Linked DNA regions of Sus scrofa: all the other regions are linked to region 3. The links are chromatin contacts, called in public Hi-C and HiChIP or PLAC-seq maps. All regions are on one chromosome and are shown on one strand. Each heading gives the region's core, a stretch centred on a gene start, on an enhancer-like site or on the middle of the called end of the contact. The rest is flanking DNA. Distances are from core to core; before and after follow the strand shown.

What was found. Hi-C and Micro-C count contacts between places; a contact is called where the count stands out from the background. HiChIP or PLAC-seq counts read pairs in DNA pulled down with a chosen protein or histone mark.
Region 1: an H3K27ac HiChIP or PLAC-seq map of skeletal muscle shows a contact between it and region 3. The contact joins the enhancer-like site here to the promoter of GNG12 in region 3. A contact is called at or near these places in 10 of 47 Hi-C or Micro-C datasets (adipocytes, alveolar macrophages, embryonic fibroblasts and 6 more) and 1 of 2 datasets of contacts at active chromatin or transcription factors (skeletal muscle).
Region 2: a contact with region 3 is called in a Hi-C map of embryonic fibroblasts, with 2.7 times the contacts expected there. The contact joins the enhancer-like site here to the promoter of GNG12 in region 3. A contact is called at or near these places in 3 of 47 Hi-C or Micro-C datasets (embryonic fibroblasts and epiblast stem cells) and 1 of 2 datasets of contacts at active chromatin or transcription factors (skeletal muscle).

Annotation. Positions count from the first base shown.
Region 1 is chr6:144,835,555-144,839,057 of Sscrofa11.1, forward strand. GNG12 (guanine nucleotide binding protein (G protein), gamma 12) reads left to right here. Exons shown (of 5, transcript NM_001145387.1): 2 at 2,352-2,404. Among named protein-coding and RNA genes, the nearest start is that of GNG12, 55 kb to the left of the region's middle. Within about 2 kb of position 2,142, at least 23 of the 83 cell types and tissues checked have an H3K27ac peak or open chromatin away from gene starts, as enhancers often do. A contact at or near this core is called in fetal skeletal muscle, retroperitoneal adipose tissue and skeletal muscle, where this site is marked.
Region 2 is chr6:144,819,331-144,822,995 of Sscrofa11.1, forward strand. The region is part of intron 1 of GNG12 (guanine nucleotide binding protein (G protein), gamma 12); the gene reads left to right. Among named protein-coding and RNA genes, the nearest start is that of GNG12, 39 kb to the left of the region's middle. Within about 2 kb of position 1,786, at least 15 of the 83 cell types and tissues checked have an H3K27ac peak or open chromatin away from gene starts, as enhancers often do. A contact at or near this core is called in embryonic fibroblasts, where this site is marked.
Region 3 is chr6:144,780,023-144,783,930 of Sscrofa11.1, forward strand. GNG12 (guanine nucleotide binding protein (G protein), gamma 12) reads left to right here and starts at 2,502. Exons shown (of 5, transcript NM_001145387.1): 1 at 2,502-2,581.

The DNA.
Region 1 (3,503 bases), core at 892-3,391, 55 kb after region 3:
CCAGAAGTGGTGATTTTTGCATTGAGACCTGAAGGCAGGGTGATACTGTAGGGAAGGACAAGCTTGACAAAAAGAACAGAGTCTGCAAAGGCTCAGAGGAGTGGGAGGGGGCAGGATTTCAGGACCCATAAGTAGGTGGGTGTGGATAAAGGACAAGATGCCCTTGGGAGAGTGCCTGGGACAGGGCAGGCACGAGGTCACGTGGGCTTGGGAGCCTGGGATAAGGAGCTTGGACTTAATCCTACAACCTAGAGGAAGCCACTGGCAGATTTTCAGCAGCTTCAGGGCTTGCCTTGGGAGATGGGGAAGCAGCGTCCCCTGTGGCCTCAGCCCACAGCCAGTTGATTCTAAACAGCATCCCTGACCAACCCCCCTTCCCTGTGACTTGGGCAGGAAGTTCATACGTGTGGATATGATTTTACTCATTGGGAGTGATTTCTTGGGAGGCCACAGATGAACAAAGTGAAAGAATGTGTTCCTTAATTCCTTTCTGCCTGATTCTTCCTCTTACTCCCTACCACCGCCAAGACAGATACAGAGATGTCTAACTTACAGACTCTTCTGAGAATCAGATGAAAGTGATGGCGTCTTCCCTGAGAAAAACCACAAAGGCACGATTTTCCAAAGACCCCCCCCCCATTAACCTCCAACTACATCCCCATCTTGATCATCCAAGCAGCGCCCCCCCCAGACACAGCATGGTCTTTCTGACCCCAGACTTGCATGTGGTTTTTGTGTTCCCACCCTGAACTATTTTAAATTTAATTTGCTCCCACATCCCATAACTCCTCCATCTGCCATCACTGCTATTATCTGACCACGTATCATGGGAGCAGTCTTGGATCACTTGATGGTTATAATTAAAACTGAAAGTAATTATCTTATTTTGAGCCGTTCAAATTTAATTGACAGTGTAGTGGCTAAGGGCCTGGCTCTGGAGGCTGCTGCATAGATTAGAATCCCAGCTCTCACTATCTTCTAACCTCACCTAAGTTACTTATAACCTCTCTCTGCCTCAGTTTCCTCATTACAGAATAGGAATGATTCTGTACTTACTTCATGAAGTTACTGTGGGGGTTCATTAAGGTAATACGGGCACATGCCAAGAACACATCGTTAAGTGCTATATAAATATTCGCTATTATCATGTTTTCTTTCTACTAAATGACACCACGGAATGGGGTAATTAACAATGGATTCCTAGAAGCAGGAACATAGATGAACAAAATCTCCATGTGCATTGCACTGACTTTGGAGCCTTGCCAGCATCTGAAGGCCAAGGATAGATTCCTTTGGCCTCTGCTATCTGGTGTGGAGGCTACTAGCTGGACTGGTGTGGAGGTCACTAGCCGCTGTGGGTGTTGACGGCTTGGAATGCTGCTAGCCCAAGTAGCGACGGTCCGGGTCTTAAAGATTTAGTATGACCAAAAAAAAGCAAATGTCTCATTAATGGTTTTTTATATCAGTTGCTTGTTGAAGTCACAATATTCCGAATACATCAGGTTAAATAATGTCATCTGCCTCTTTTTGCTTTTTAAATGGGGCTACCAGAAAATTTAAAGTTATATCTGTGGCTTTGTTATATTTCTGGTGAACAGCAGGACCTTAGGCTCACCATTATCAGTCAAAGAAAAAGGTATGGTTATTTGTGATCAGGTGACCACTATTAGGTAGCCTTGGACACTCTTCCTCTGGTCCTTCAAGCTGTACCGAACCAGTTTTGTTTGTTTGTTTGTTTTTTGGTTTTTAGGGCCCATGGCATATAGAGGTTCTCAGGCTAGGGGTCTAATTGGAGCTAAAGGTGCCAGCCACAGCCACGGCCACGCCAGATGCAGGCTGCGTCTGCGACCTATACCAGCTCACTGCAACACCAGATGGTTAACCCCCTGAGTGAGGCCGGGGATCGAACATGCAACCTCATGGTTCCTAGTCAGATTTGTTTCTGCTGCGCCACGACAGGAACTCCCCAGTTGGACCCGTTTTTTAGCTGGTTCCGTAAAGGGAGTCATGGCTTGGTCCTCACAGAAGGGATTTGGGGAACCAAGGCAAGAACAACCACCAGGAAGGCGTCCACTGACTTGGAGGGGTTGGGACGAAAACACTACCATTTATAGTTATACTGGCTTCAGACTTTCCGCACTCCCTGAAGGAGAGGAGAGAGTGCTCTCTGTTCAGGAAGTTGAAATATGTAGCCGAAAAACTCCCTATTCCATCAGGAGCCAGAAAAAGAAAGCTTTGCTAATCTTTAACTAGAAGAATACATACTCAACATGATAGCAGCCACTGGGATGAAAGGCACACCCTTTCCACACGTGATTTACTTAAGGAATGTTTGTTTCATTCTATTTCAGATTCATCCCATCACCTAAAACCTGGTAACAGTGGGCCACACAGAGTCTTACTGGTAAGTGCTCTTTCATTTTTAAAACAAAGTGACTGTTTGACATTATTTTTGAAATGATATTCACATGTCTAAGTTAGAGGCTTCCTTACTGGTACTATGATTAGATGTCTATTTATTCACATTTTTCCCCCTCTGAAATGATTTATGATGTTTCCGTGCCTTTAAAAAACAGATCAATCCATGTTCTCTTGCTAAGAACATGGTCAGGGAAAAGCTCTATGATTACATGCCAAATACTATTAAAATAAAAACTTTTTTTGTAATGAAACTATTTCCAGGCCCCTGTTGATGGTCTGCTTGTTTCAAACAGTATCCAAAACAACAAAATGTTACTTCAGCCAAGGAATTCAGACTGTCCCTTGCAGTGTGTCGTAATGAAAACTGGCTCATAGCTGTAACATACTAGCTTCCTTATTGCCCAATTTTTTTTTCCTCTCACCTCACTTTAAACCTAAATGTGACTATTGTGAGATAACAGTTCTGTTAGTGGTAGAAAACTTCCTTTAGGGTTTGGCAAGCAGTGTACTTCTTAAGAGAAAAACCTTGAGGCACCTCTCGTGTGGCACCGCTCCCTGATATAGTTATGCTGTTCTTGGCAGTGTGTATCAGTTAGCTTTTTGCTGCATAACAAAGCTCCCCAAAATTTACTACCAGAAATTTAACTCAAAATAGCAATCATTTCTTTATTCTTTAATTCTGTGGGTTGTCAGTTTGGGCTGGGCCTAGAGCATGTGATTCTTGAGATTTCAATTGAGACATTCACATGTCTTCAGTCAGCTACAGGTCCAGGTCACCTAGGCTGGTAAGTCACCTGTATATTGGCCAGAGTGGTGACAATGACCAAGAAATGGTTCTTACTGTCCTGCACGTTCCAAAAGAGACAGTGGACGCATCTTGAGGATGAGGCTTAGAATTGGCACAATATGGCTTCTCACACATTCTGTTGGCTAAAGCAAGCTCTAACCTCGATTCAAGAGCTACAAGAATAGATTCTACCTCTTGGTGAGAGGAGCTGCAGAATCTCATGGCAGGGAGGAAGGATACAGAGAGGAGAAGAATTGGGGCCATGTTTACAATCCACCCTACAGTGTTTATGAGT
Region 2 (3,665 bases), core at 536-3,035, 39 kb after region 3:
GTGATATCACCTCATTAAACTAAGAGACTTAAGAACTGGCACTCAGGAGTTCCTGAGACAGCATCTTATTATTTGGCTTATTTTCCTTAGACAATTAGCAGATATGTAGAGGGGACCCCATCATATGTCAGGGCATACCAGGCACCATGAGCAAGGTAGACAAGGTCTCCAACTCTTGGTGCATACGATGGCCAGTCGATGCAAGATGAGCACTGTGGAAGCGGATGTCACCATGGTGACATGGCCATCCCCATCCTGTAAGGACAGTGTCAGACATCCAGGTGAAAAGTGGATATATGTTCTGGGTGTGTCTAGATACAGTCTACAGTGTAACTACTTTAGATTAACTGTAGATGGGGGAGTGAAAGGCAATGAAAATTGTAGAATATTAAAAAGCAGTACAATTTTTTATTTCTAAATTGGGCTGACGAAGTGATGGCTAGGGTTCAAGCTGCAGGGTAGCGGGAAAAGCACAAGGCCTGTGAATTCAGATAGTCCCAGATTTGACTCTTAACTCTGCCACTTGTAGACTTGTAATTTTAGGAAAAACATGTATACCTTCTGAACTTCAAGTGTCGTTATCTCTAAACTGGGTATAGTGTCATCTGTCTTTTGGAGGTTATATATATATTCCCAGTGCCTAATGCAGTGCTCAGCACTAAGTAGAGGCTTAGTAGTTGGTTGTTGGTAGAATAAAAGAAGGGATGGATGGATGGATGGATGGATGGATGGATGGCTGGCTGGCTGGCTGGATGGCTGGCTGGCTGGCTGGCTGGCTGGCTGGCTGGCTGGCTAGCTAGCTAGATGGAATGGTCACTCTGGATGGAGAAAGTCTAAGAGTCAGTGTTAAATAATATATCTATAACAAGTCATATTTTCCATATTAGCTCGAGGTTTGCCAAGTAACTTTTCTCAAATCTAAGTTAATGGGGACCAAATTAAGAAGCCATAAACCTCGCTTTTGTCATCTTATGTATATCAAGGCTATAAGCACAGAAAAGGAAACATGACTCATTGTGGCCCCAACAAGCAGGGGTTATTTTCCACACATTCAGAAAATCTGGGAGACAGTTTCTTCTCCCATTTGCCACTAAAGATCTATGCTCTTTTCATTCCTGGGGTCTACCTTCTTTGCTGTGTTGAGTTTTTAAATTTTGGATTTGCTCTCTTGTGGTCACCAAATGGTGATCACAGGTCCATGCTTCACCACCAGTTTCAAAGTTGAGAACCAAAGAGGCACCTATTATGAGGCTCCTATCTTTGGTGAGGAGGCAAAATCCTTTCCCAGCGTCCTTACACAGCTTCTCCTTGGGCCTCACTTGGTTGACAGCCCCTTAGGCCAGGGCTCCCACCTTCCCTGAGGTCACAGCATCTCCACCCAAAAACACTGGGCTTCTCTTAGGAGGGAAATGTTGAGGGTTTGTGAAGTCACATCTCCCACAAATAAACTGGTTGGGGTGGGGGGAAGCAGAAGTTAAAGTTTAATGCATGTGGTTTACTTGTAAGACTTTGTTGTCTGCCTTAGGCGATTCTGGATTTACAAGTCCCCAATAAGGGTGTTAAGATTCTGCTGGTTTTAAGCTGGGGAGGAGTTTTTTTTGTGACTGTGTGTCTCTTGTTCGGTGTGTAAGGGATTTGTGCTTTCTTCCTCCTTGTTGAGCGGCAGAAGAAAAGAGGAGTAGTAAGTAAGATTGAAAATAGGAAAAGATTTTCTGGAGTTAGTGCCAGGCCTCTGAAATGCTGCAACCCTGCCTTTTGCCAGAAGCCCTATGCTGAAACTGGCCAGAAGACTGTTAACAAAATACTTCCCAACTAAGCTAAGTCAAGAGAAGAAAATGTGAAATAGTACTGGGGAGGGGGGGATTCTGAAAAGAGGGCTGGCACTGAAGCTTTGCAGAAGAGTGCAGGAATTTGAGAGTTGTTCAAAATGTCACTAGTGTGTGGTTTACATTGGCACTGCCCACGTTCAGTGCTCAGGGAACACAGGAAGAAGGGAAACTGCTCACACAGCCTGAGAAGGATGCAAAGACCACAGTGGGATTAAGTCCAGAGTTAAATTGCACACACGCACATTCTAGGAATTCAGATTTGTGGTTCAAAATCACATGTGTGCCTGGGTCACTTTGCTGTACAGTAGAAAACTGACAGAACATTATAAGCCAGCTATAGTGGAAAAAAATAAAAATCATTTTAAAAATTATATATATATATATTGTGTGTGTATCAAAGTGTTTGGGGAGCTTTTGACTTGGATGACAAAATGCTTCATAATCAATATCTACTCTTTTCTTCTTTTGGAGAAGCCACCCAGCAGCTTACCTTCCCAAACAATTATTCGTAAATAAATAGGATTTCATGTCGCAAACATCAAAGCTTTTAAGCTTTAAAGAAATACTCACACATCAGCGTTCCCACTGTGGCGCAACAGGATTGGCCATGTCTCAGCAGCACCAGGACGCAGGTTCAATCCCCATCCAGGCACAGTGAATTAAAAGGCTCTGGGTGGCTTGGATCTGATCCCTGGCCTGCGAACTCCATATGCCGCAGGGTGGCCAAAAAAAAAAAAAAAAAAAAGGAGAGAGAGATACACATAAATAAAAGTTCGACAAGACTTGCAAATGCTTTATTGCATGTCATTTATTGAGGAGGTAAAAGGATGGAACTGATAGATCCATGTTTTCTATTATGTTATCTCTACTGTTAGAATTTGGCCATATCCATGAACTGTTATTTCTCAAGTGACTGGAGATTAATAATATCCTGCTTTTAGGCAGTAATTTCAAATTTTCACATATAAAAGCTGCAGAAAGATGATGCTTAAAAGGAGAAAAGACACAGTAGACAAACACCAACTGACTAAACTCTCTGAAGCAGAGGTTTGCTAAGAGGCCAAGGAAAGAGAGAAAGGGGTTACAGAGAGAAACTGATCTCTGCGGGGTTGCGTTCACTGCCATGCTGGGAAAATGCCAGAAGCTTGGGAGAATGGCTGTCCGCTCCCAGCTAACACTGATCACTTGGGGCTTCATCATAAATGGGGCTCATTCATGAGAGAAACACTGCTCTTCTGAAAAGCACCCATATTGAAGAAGCAACCAGAAAATCCAAAGTATAGGAGATGCCTGGCAAGAGGGATCTGCGTCTCCTTCCTTCTGTCTCTTCCAAAGCGTTCTCTTACTGTTCCACAGTATTTTCTGTGGCCACTGGGCCCAAACTGCCTGGAAGATACAACAAAAGTAGTGTAGCAAACCACGTGGCATTGAAATCTGAGCCAGCCGTGTTCAGAATCAACTGAAAGAAACACTGCCACTACCATCAATAAGGCAGGCAGTCTCTTTATTAGTGGAATTCTCAGAGCATTTTTGGAAGGTAGTAACACTTTAAGGCTTTAGGAAGAGACAAAAGACTGTAAAATGTGTCAGATGTGTAGCACAAAGTCAAGGTATAGCGGGGAGTTGGAGTTCATTGACCTCAGGCACTGCATCACTGACCTTCAAGGAGATGGGGTACCCTGGGTCACTCCACGCTGGGGTGTGCCAGAGAGGGCAGACGTATCCATCTAAGGTGTATGGGGGTGTCCTTTAAAAATCATGGCTTATGATTCACTCGAGAAAGGGGGAAATATTTATTTTCATAATACAAACATCCAAAAATCAAGTTCAACAAAA
Region 3 (3,908 bases), core at 1,252-3,751:
CCTATGCAGTCACAAGAGCCCCATGCTTGGCTTAACATTCTGCTGTTGCCATCTTGAAATTTTTAATAATTTATGAACATTTAAAAATCTTGTATAGGGCCCTGCAAATCACACAGTTGGCCCTGATTAGGATGTGTTCCAATGTGAGGGAGTGGGAAGTAGGTCCTAGAAGGGTAAGAAGGACAAGCAAGCATGTAGCATCAGGTCCCACAGAAGTGGGGAGAGAATTTGGCTCAATCTGGCCACCATACTCCTTAATCACTGATTAAAGGCTGAAGCGGTGGTGGGAGAGCATCAATTTCCAGGTACTTCCAGCTGTCCTGTGAGCAGGCAAAGTAAAGCCTGCAGCTCGGGGTGGTGTTCTGACAACAAGGTGCAGGTGCCAAGTGCAGGGGAATGAATGCATACCTGGAGCCAGTGTGTGTGAAACTGGAGAAGGATCACAGGTGAGGGATATGGCAGAGCACTGACAACCGTTGCTGGAGTTGGGCATGTACTTTGATCCAGAGTAAGAGGCTGCTGCTAGCTTTTCAAAGTCAGGATTTCACAGATGAATTGACTAACAGCAAGCCTCATATATGTAAGAAATAACAAAATTAAGTCAATTAAAAATATAAATTAAAAATCAGGGGAGTTCCCGTCATGGCACAGTGGTTAACGAATCCGACTAGGAACCATTGGTTGCGGGTTCGAACCCTGCCCTTGCTCAGTGGGTTAACGATCCGGCGTTGCCGTGAGCTGTGGTGTAGGTGGCAGATGCGGCTCGGATCCCGCATTGCTGTGGCTCTGGTGTAGGCCAGTGGCTACAGCTCTGATTCGACCCCTAGCCTGGGAACCTCCACATGCCGCAGGAGCGGCCCAAGAAATGGCAAAAAAAAAAAAAAAATCATATAGAAGGTACAAAGAAGAAACGTGAAATTACTGAAGTTTGCACACAGTGGAGCAGAAAGAACACTGGATTGAGGGTCGTGGGTAAAAGGACAAAGTCTGGGGCCAGACTCTTTGCAGTGAATTCTGGCTCTGCCACTTTTGAGCTGCCTGGCTTAACATCCCTGAGCCTACCTGCTAGGGTTGGTAGGATGATTAATAAAATTAATATATGTAAAGCACTTAGAGCAACATCTGCCATGAAAGTGTTAGCTCTTATTATTCTTGCCTTGCTCCTAACTAGATCAGTGCATCTCCAACTATCTGTGGGATTTTATTTTCAATCTGTTGCAGGCTGATGCTTTTATCCAACATGATAAATACAACATGAATAATGAGAAAAGTAAAAGAGACATACCAAATACAAGGCCATATTCTTCGTTATCAAATTTAACAGGCAGAAAATCACACAAATTGCTATAAAAGTTTTTACATGCTCACTTTCACTTTCTATGCTTATCCCATTACAGATGGGTAGCAGTTCCCAGACAGTCATTGTTCTGTGAGTCACACATTGAATAGTACTATATTAGAAAAGTTTCAATAAGCCCCTTAAGTTCTTGGTGTCTCAGTTTCCAGATGAGATTACGTACATGAAAGCATTTACTCTTTTATCTCCACCCTGTCAAACAAGAAAGCAGACACCTAGGAATGTGCGAGAAGTCTGCTGAGTGATACTATTTCTGCACATCCATCTTTTTCACTCTTTCTGGACTCTTTCTGGACTTTTTGAGGGTGACATCCCCACCCCCACCACCAATCACCTTTATTGCAGAGCTTGGCACATAGCAGACGTCAATGACTGTTGAATGGCTGTATTAATAGTTTGAAGTCTACGGAAACGAACGTGGCTTCTCAAACTCCTGGACCCTGAATCCATCCAGAAAAAAACCAAAGCGAATTCCGTTCATTAAGCGGAACTCTGCCAGGTACTGGGCATTCGGAAACACAAATCTCATGGTGGAGCAATGGAAGGGAAGCTCATGATGGGCGGGTGTACTTCACATTCAACAATCTGCAGTTATAGCTCCACTTTCTGGGAAGCAAAATCTCTCTGTGGCCCCAGGGCCCTTTAAATTTTGCTGTGACTGTTTTCTTAAGAAATTCCTGGAACAGAGCCTAACTTTTGTGTAGGGGGTTGGCAGAGCACATATTCGCGGCCTAAGGGACGGTTGGCATAAGGGTTGGCAAGGCGTTCACACGCGAGGGAAACTTCCGAGGAGTGAGAACAGCCCTGTGCAGGGTCGTGAATGGGGGGTGGGAGGGAACCGAAGAATCTTTGAACTCCAGGGCTTTAGGGAATTTGGGGAAGGGAAACGGGGGGTGGCCAAAGCGGCCAGACCTTTGCGGGACTTCAACGCTCCCCACCTCTCCTCTCTGCCAGCCCACGTGCGGCAAAGCAAGGGTTCGGCGGCCGAACTGAGTAAGAGCCCGGGCGTCTGGGCAGGAGGGAGGAGGGCTAGGCCAGGAGGAAGGAGTCCGGGCCGCCGCCGCCCCGCCCGTCGGGCTGTCCGCCCCGCCTACCCCGAGCGAGGCGGAGCCGGCGCCCGCCCGGAGGAGCAGGAGGAGGAGGAGAGGTCGGAGCCGTCTCCAGGAGCCCTTAGAGACAGAGTCCCCGGCAGCAGCGGTGGTGGCAGGGGCAGCGCTCTGGCAGGCGAGTGAGCACCGAGCAGCGGGCGCAGGTGGCAAGTCGGGTCCCCGAAGGGACCAGGGCGCAGCGCGGGGCGTCGGCTGGCCAGTTCGGGAGCCGCCTCCGAGTTCCCAGTGCTGGGAAGCGAGATGGAGGGAGGGAACGGAGGAAGGAAGGAAGGAGGGAAGAGTGTCCCAGAGGGCGGGGACTGGTCCGGGCACTGGGCGCCGGAGACCGGGATGGGGGAGGGAGGGCAAGGGACGCCGAGACCCGGAGACGGACGGCGCGCTCGCCCTCGACGGGCGGCAGCGGCCGGAGGGCGCGGGAAGCCCGCAGCCCTGCGGGTCCAGGGCTGGGAACCGGCCCCCGGGACGAGGGCGGGAGCGAGAGAAGGTCTCCCGGCTCGCTCGCTTCCTCACCGGCCCGCGGCCGTGCGCCCCGCGCCGGGTTGGGACTGGGAGGTTTGGGAGGTTCCGGGGTTCCCAGCTCCAGCTTGCGGCGCTGCCAGGTTTGCGAGAAGGGCCGGCAGCTGGGGGCGACCCGGCGCCACGCCCCTCTTCCCTACTTTCTTCCGCTCTTTCTGGGGACTCGGCAGCGAAGGCGCAGCCCTGGAACCCGCTGGGGGTTGGGGGTCTGGCGGCGAAATAGCGGGTCGCAGAGATCACACGTCCCGCGAGGGACCCCCGAGCAGTGAGCGGTCTGGAGACTGCTATCATTTGCGGATGATAGGAGGAGGTCAAGACTCAGACGTGAGGCTTGCGTGATTTTTTAAAAAAGTATTGCCCGGACTTATTGCGTGGAACAGAGTGACTTTAAAAAATTTTTTTTCGACTAGGGTATATCAATTAAAGCTAATTTTAAAATGCTGTCCCTGAAGCCTCTCGACCCACCGGTTCCTCCCCTTCTGTTTGTGTCTTGTAAACTTGACTTAAACCATTCATAACTTTCGAAAAGGAACTCGTGATTCTCATTAAATCCCCGCGGTGGAGCGAAACTTTGGGTAACTGGAAATCTGAGTGAGGGAACTGCCGCGGCCTGTCGTCTTGTGATCACCCCTGCCCAGGCGCGGTTGTGTACAAACAAGTGCACAGAGAAGAAAATGGTCAAAAACCTGAGAGAAAGGAGGTCCCCTGCGCCCACGTGTCAGGGCACGTTTAATGGCTGCTGTGAGTGGAAACGGACTGGAATGTATTAGACCTTGTGGAGTTGGACAAACTTCACATGATTAGCTTCCTTCCCATCAGTTGTTTCCTCTCCCCCCCACCCCGCCCCCGCTGTCTTGCCGACACTGTTTATATTTCCTGGGGCTGTTGTAGCTTCGTCTAGATAGATTGTCTATAAGGAATCTTTT